Linked DNA regions of Hordeum vulgare: region 1 is linked to region 2. The links are chromatin contacts, called in public Hi-C maps. All regions are on one chromosome and are shown on one strand. Each heading gives the region's core, a stretch centred on a gene start, on an enhancer-like site or on the middle of the called end of the contact. The rest is flanking DNA. Distances are from core to core; before and after follow the strand shown.

Region 1 (3,553 bases), core at 186-2,685, 560 kb after region 2:
TTGGGCCATGACATAACAAATCAGGGATCATTAGCTGATTTTTGAATTCAAGGCAATACTTAGTAAACATCTTAGATATCATAATAATGAGCAGTATTATGGATTTCCAAAAAAAGATGTCAAAGTGTTTGATACTGAGGTGGCAAAGGGTGACGAGGAAGGACACCGTGTATCCATTATGTCTGCAACAGGTGATGGTATATCTCGTGTGTGGCGCAGGAAAAACCCCTCCCAAGCCGCCAACAACTAAAACATAAGAAACATGAAAAACCACGAGTTCTGAGCAGTGACATAATTTACAGTGCCAAATGCTGGCATGGTACTTTTGGCTTCAAAACGTTTACCATGAAAAGCGACAAACCTTGGCATCTTGGCACCATCATGTTGATTTGTTAGATAGCATGTGAAAGCTAAAAGCAAGAGATAAATGTTACAATGTTACGTGATGGCTAAAAAGCTATCTCTTTATCAATCGGGAGTGCCAAGAAAGCACAACGAAATATTATTATTGTGCTGAAAATGAAAGAAGTGTGACGAGGAAAGGCATCGGGGATAGCTATCATGCACGAGATTGGCGAGGACACGTCTAGACCCGCGACAACCCTGAGCCCCTCACAACCGTCAACAAACAAAATCTTAAGTAACACGAAGGAAAAACAACTCCATAAATAGTATCATGATTTACATTACTAAACTGACAAGATAATTTTGGTATAGTTTCATACGATACATGCAATCGAGGTTATTTACAGAATGGCTCGACAGATCACAACCTCACTTTGGTGGCATTGTGAGCCTGTGACACAAATATGTCGATTTATAAGATGACACATGTGAGAACTAAAAGCTGATTTGCAAGATAACGCATGTGAAAACAAAAAGCAAGAGATAAACGTTACAAAATGGCATGATTTGATGGCTAAAAAGCTGCACTACCTCTTTATTAACCGGAAGGATTACGTTTTTTTCCAGCCGCGATCTCCTCGGGCAACTGAAGATGTTCATAACCGGGAAAGAAATCAATTCACACGCCGCATGATCTCCCCACAAACTGACCGCTATCACGAACGGACCTGTTATTGGCCAGAAAGACGGACGATAACATGCCTTTTCCGTGGAAAGAGAAAGGCTGACACGACCGGGGGCCCTCCCTCGCCACACATACACCCAGTCCACCCGCGCCATCTCCCTGCCCCGTCACCCGCCACCTCACACGGCGTTCCTGGACCGAGGCCACCCAGCCGCCAGCACGCAATCCAGTTGCCGCACGAAGACAGCCAGTCCACGGCCTCGCGTGCGCCCTGGACCGAGCCCCCTGCACCGCCCCGACACCCGTCCCCACCTGGCAGGGTCGCCTCCACGCTGGACCCGCACCCACGGGAAACAGGCGCCGTTAATGGCCGCCACAACGGTAAACGTTACCCCTGGGAAGGGAAGGAGAAGAAGAGCGCCCCGATCCCCTCCCCCTCCACAGATCACACCACCACCGTCTCCGCCCCCAAATCCATTCCCAGGCTCGCGTTTCTGCTGCCGCGCGCGAGCTCGGGAGCTCGGGCTGGGCTTTAGGGCTCTACTAGGCCTCCGCGTCCCCGCGCCCCTCCGCCTCCCCGGGGTTAGGGTTACGCCGCGGTCGTCGGGGCCTGTGTGGCTGCGAGGCGCCGCGGGCCGATGCGGCGATCGCCGGCGATCGAGACGCTCTAGCGGAGGGGATCTGCTGCCAGGGTTTCTCCCGCGATGGCCGCCGACGCGCTCTCCATCATCCCGGGCGCCGTGCTGCGCAACCTCGCCGACAAGCTCTACGAGAAGCGGAAGAACGCTGCGCTCGAGGTGAGGGATTTCGATTGCTTTGGGAGACGGGGCGGGGCCTCGTTCGAGCAATCGCCCGGGATTTGTGGCTGATTTTTTTTGTTGTGGCCGTGGTGTGTTGGTGGTGTAGATTGAGGGGATCGTGAAGCAGCTGTCCACAGCGGGGGAGCACGACAAGATTGCGGCTGTGATCGGTCTGCTCACCAACGATTTCACATACTCCCCGCAGGCGAACCACCGGAAGGTTTGCTAGGATTTGCTATGACTCTTGTTTCTGCTGCTGCTGCTGGGCGATCAGATTTATTAACTTCTATGGTGTTTTGTTGTTAGCAGGGCGGATTGATTGGTCTCGCGGCAGTTACTGTAGGGCTCACCAGTGAGGCTGCTCAGCACCTTGAGGTTTGGCAATTGACCTTGTGACCAAATATATTTATTGAAATTCCATCTAGTTTGATCCAATTAATTTTGTGTAGAATTATTCTGTACCTCTGTGTCTTGAGACTTCTCTGCCTTGATTTTATGAAATGTCATATAAACCGCGAGAGCAATTGTGGGACTGGATTGCTATTGGTAGTACTGCAGTAGCCAGTTGGCTTATTGAGGTTCGGTAATGGTCATTGAAGACAATACCTGGCTTCACAGTCGCAGCTGCATTCATGTGATTAATCGTTAATTTTAGTAAAAATACTAGATGCAATGATGGTTTTTGACTCGTGTAGTTTTCATTGGCTATTTCTTTTCGTTTGCATGCTAATATCATAGTTCAAGTGTTGGGGCCCAGCCATTTATAGTAATAAGAAATATGGAAAGATGTTGTGTGTTCTCAGAAGAATATGGAAAGCTTTTGGGGCCCAGCCACTTAGGACTGGCTGGATGGGATTTTATGAAGTTCTTATTAGTGCTAATGTCATAAAATCGTTCAGCGTGTGGATTCACCATGGTTGCTGGGAGGGTCTGCCCCTTTTCCCTCTAGTATTCTTTTGTGGGGGTAATAGCATTTGACGTACTGGATATATTAGTTATATCTTTCTTTTGTTCATATTGCGAGCCACAGCATGCGAGAATCTTATGGAGGCACATTAGTGCAGTCTCCTGGAGTTGATAGGTTGGATTTGGAGGAAAGATGGGATACGGTAACAAAATTGTCACATGCCACTGGCCGATCCGTGACAAAATTGTCTTATTAGTTATTAATTTATGCATTCCATCAATGCCGTATACAGCATAAACTCTATTCTGTTACTTGCGCCACCCCCACCCCACCCCTCCCTTCTGTTCGTGCTGGTGCCTGGTCTGCTTGATAAATACGCTACTGTTGCTCTGTGTGTGCATCGTCGGGGATGGGGTAGCATTGTGATGTTTGTCAATTGTCCACAAGCTCAAAGGTGAAGCTTGGAATTAGTTTGCATAATATGGTTGCTGTCCTGTGATATTGCATGACAGTACAGCTCCTAAGTAACTTTGCTAGTATCCCTTTAAGCACCATGAAATTTTCTCTACAGAAAACAGTGTTCTTGTCTTTTGAATTATGTACCGATCTTACTGCATCTATCATGTTATACTATGGTTCTGGAAAGCAGGGCAGCTGGGGTTCATGTTTCAGCTGCGGGCACGAGATCTGAGCATGCATACCAGACATATGCCATATTTAACATACCAATTTGATCGAAACTTAATCTAATATAAGTATATGAGTTCTCTAAGTAACAAGATAGGCAATAGTTAACATTTAATACATCTTTCTCTG
Region 2 (3,787 bases), core at 1,243-3,742:
GGAGTTGCTAGAACTAAAATGTACTGAATTGCTTCAACAAAAATCCCAGGCTTTGCTGTAGCAAGTCCAACAGCACAAATTGCTTGCTCATCAGCATGATACTCTTGACACTGACCATCCCTGGTGAATAGAGAAAATACATAAGCCATGTATTACATGGTTAACCGCAAACATGGCCTATCACCGCGGCGCGGGGGGGGGGGGGGGGGGGGGGGCTACTAAGAATTTTAATGAGCCTAATATCATTTGTGCTAACCAATAAATTTAATTTAACTATATAAAGGTGAAGATACTTTTGCTGACTACCTGATCTTTGCCATCTATGCGGTTACACATACATACACAGGAAGATAATTTTCAACACCTACTAACAGTCATGTTGCCTAAATGTGACGTACAATAAAAGAAGGTACAACTTCGTAGACAACAATAGATGCTTGGCTTAATAGAGGTGGCTGGTTACAGAGCCCCCCACCCAATAATACATTAAGATCAATGGTCAAAAAAGTATGGTTGCATAGTTAGACAAGCAACTCCAAAGTGTACAGAAAATAACACATCGTAGGCTCATCACACAGTTAACTCAGTTTAATATGCAGACCGATAAGAACTGTTCAAGATTAAGGCATTCTCTAGGACTTTTTTTTACAGAGTAACTGTGCTGCACCTGGCAAACTATTCATAACAATGGCAAGAACTTTGAGATTCAAAGTAACAAGAGTCACATCATAAGGTACAGCTAGCTGCTAGCATTTTTTAGCTTAAGGTGTGTGTCAGCAAAAGGGAAATGAACAAGCAAAGATAATGAATTACCACTTATCAAAGCGCCAAACGTAAAATGAATTGTCAACGGTTGCCCAAGCCCGGTGTATTTCAGAAAATATTCCACAAAGTGCTGTTCCTTCACCAGCAGCTGCATTATATCTCTCAATCAGCATAGGAGGAAGCTGCCGAGTTTCTGCAACTTCCACCAGAGGAGGCCACTGCAGTATAACATAAAAGTATCTTACATAGTTATCAAATTCAAAAGAATAAAGGCGAAAAAATTAAGTTCAAAATGTGACATTTTCATAATAACTTTAGAATAACTTAGAACACAAACAGATGGTAGAAAAGACGAGGCCTTACAAAACCAATGTATTTACGTGATTGCAAATGTGCACTTTTCACACTCAAGGAGTAAGGAAAGATCTCTATCACTAATACTAACAATTATTATCCAGTATCATGAAAATTATTGATTAACAAGACTTAAGGATCTACTGCATTTGAGGCAAAAAAATCCTGGGTCCCCAAGCTTTCAGGTGAAACTCCTCATATGTTAGAACTGAACAGGGACATATCCACCACACCTTTTTATTCCCACAGGAACAAGCAAGAAAAAGATAGCCCCTAAATCCTTAATTTTGTTCCAGCTATAACTTGAATCCGTCGCCAGAAATGAAGGATGCTCATCACCTAAAAGAGTTAAAGTGGGTGGGCAAAGAAACATTTGAATAACCTCTAGTGTTAGAAGGTCTACTGTTAAATAGTATTGTATAATGGCAATGAGCTTGCATAGAGACATGATTAAGCTCTCCTATCCTTGAGCTCAGATGCACCCTTTGCGGTTTCCCTGATTGGTTGCCAAGCTTAAACACTTATATACCTAGGCCTGCTCATGAATGAATCTTAGTAAAGAAGGAAGCTCACTGCCTCACACAGTGATAAGCAACGTCGCAAACATTGTATTATTTTCCTGTTGTGTTCAACCCCAGATCACTAAGTCAAAAAAAAAACTAGAACCCCCTGATTTAGTCTCCCATGTAAATTGTCAAACGTGCACAGCTACAATTTAAGCTTGTTTCCCGGAATTTTTACCTTAAATTCCACAGGATTCGCCGCAAAGTTTCCCATAGACAGCCAATTTTGTCAAAATGATACGGCACTGCGTTTATGGAAAAAAATCACCTCAATTTCCTACCAAGCTCCAAGTAAGCAGGTCCAATTTCAACTACACGGTGTTCACCTCAGCCTTCGACGGCTTCCAACCCAAAGTCCACCCAGCAGGGAGAACGGAAAGACTAAAAAAAATGTCCACGAATCCCCCAGTACTGTACTAGTTAACCCACGCGAAGCTCCGCCAGAAAAGGAAAACATACGCTGCTGCAGATCAACGACTCGGGCGCGCACAGACCCTAGAAGACAGTACGCGGGCGGTGGCGGGGGGGTTACCTCCTTGGGGTGCGAGGAGTAAGGGTGGGAGGCGTAGCGCGAGGCCTCGAGCGCCTCCTCCAGGTCGGGCTGCGCGGCGGCGTCGCGGCCGATCCGCTCCGAGACGTGCAGCCCCGCCGAGGCGACGTCGGGGCCGATGGCCTCGTCCTCCGCCCACGCCATCATCGGAGCGCCGCGCCTCTGCGGGAAGGAGGGGCGGGGGACGGCGGAAAACCCTAGAGCGCAAGTAGGGGGGGCGGGCAGTGGGGAACGGTGCGCGGCGGGGTTTGGTTTAGTTGGGGTTTTGAGGTTTTCGTGGGCGGGGTCTGGATTTTGCAGTGGCGCGTGAGGGGGATTTTCCCCTTCCCTTCCCCTTCCCCTTCCCTTCCCTTCCCGTGAAACTCACCGGTGGGCCCGGCCCCGGGCGCAGCTTTTTGCGGTAGGCGTGGTTGTGAACGAGCTCGGTCGGGGTCCGTTTTCCGTTTGTGCCATTCGAACTGAGCCTGGTTTTGAAGCCTCGGTTTGACGAACGGAGCTCCTCCCACTTTTTTGAAGAAAAAAATTAATTCTAAGAGCAACTCTAATGAGGCGACCCATTTCGTTCGTCATTTGTTTGGATCCGCGCAGAGAGAAAAGACGGTCCAACGTGTCGACCTAAACGGACGCGCGTCCGTTTTTCATGTGCGTGCTAATCCATTTTCGGTTCAATTTTGAACGTGATTTAGGTCGGTACGGACACAAAACGGACACGGACGACGCGCGCTTTCTTCATCCCCTGGCCCACGAGTCGGTGGCACATTGGTAGTTCTCCACCCCTACCGACAACGTCGACAGCTAGCCCTCGCCTCGCCCCCAACCCGTCACCACCGCCGCCCAGTTCCGGCGCCTCCTCCCGTATGTGCCCAACGCCTACCCACGCCATCGGGCCACCGCAGCTTCCCCGAACCCAATCCACCATTGCCGATCTGCTTCTTCGTCCACGCCCGCAAGTTGTTCGACAGTTTGTCTCAAGGTACAAATGGATTGTGCCGACGAGTTCTTTTTTCATAATGTTTTGTGCGACTCTGACGATTCCTTATCCGACAATGAGGAGATGATGCTTGCCGTGTTGGTCCACGACCACCTTAATAGGCAGCGGCGGTTGTTCCAGGGCTCGATTCCGGGGCATGTTCCCACGTTGAATCGCAATCGAGAGAGCGGTCATTTTATTCTATGGAAGGACTACTTTGACACAAGCAATCCGATGTTCAAACATCAGAAATTTCGGCGTCGTTTTCGTATGGCTAGGCATGTTTTCAACCAGATTCGAGAGGGGGTGGACGGATACGATGACTACTTCGAGTGCAAAGAGGATGCCATTGGAAAGATTGGCTTCTCATCTTATCACAAATGCACTGCAGCTATCCGGATGCTTGCTTATGGAATACCCAATGATCTTATCGATGAGTACGTCCGTATGAGTGAGTCTACGTGCCTAGAGTCGTTGTACGGATTCTGGAAGGTTGTGATTGCAGTATTTGGCCCTTGGTACTTGAGAGAGCCGACTGTTGGGGACACAACCCGCTTGTTGGCGACCAATGCTAGTCGGGGCTTC

The links. Hi-C and Micro-C count contacts between places; a contact is called where the count stands out from the background.
Region 1: a Hi-C map of leaf shows a contact between it and region 2, with 7 times the contacts expected there. The contact joins the promoter of LOC123449273 here to the promoter of LOC123449272 in region 2. A contact is called at or near these places in 3 of 6 Hi-C or Micro-C datasets (leaf and seedling) and 1 of 1 datasets of contacts at active chromatin or transcription factors (embryo).

Annotation. Positions count from the first base shown.
Region 1 is chr4H:526,684,490-526,688,042 of MorexV3_pseudomolecules_assembly, forward strand. It overlaps LOC123449273 (protein VAC14 homolog), which reads left to right and starts at 1,436. Exons shown (of 20, transcript XM_045126423.1): 1 at 1,436-1,827; 2 at 1,937-2,050; 3 at 2,137-2,205. The coding sequence starts at 1,735.
Region 2 is chr4H:526,119,922-526,123,708 of MorexV3_pseudomolecules_assembly, forward strand. LOC123449272 (nuclear pore complex protein NUP155) reads right to left here and starts at 2,493. Exons shown (of 13, transcript XM_045126422.1): 1 at 2,215-2,493; 2 at 814-983; 3 at 1-120. The coding sequence starts at 2,379.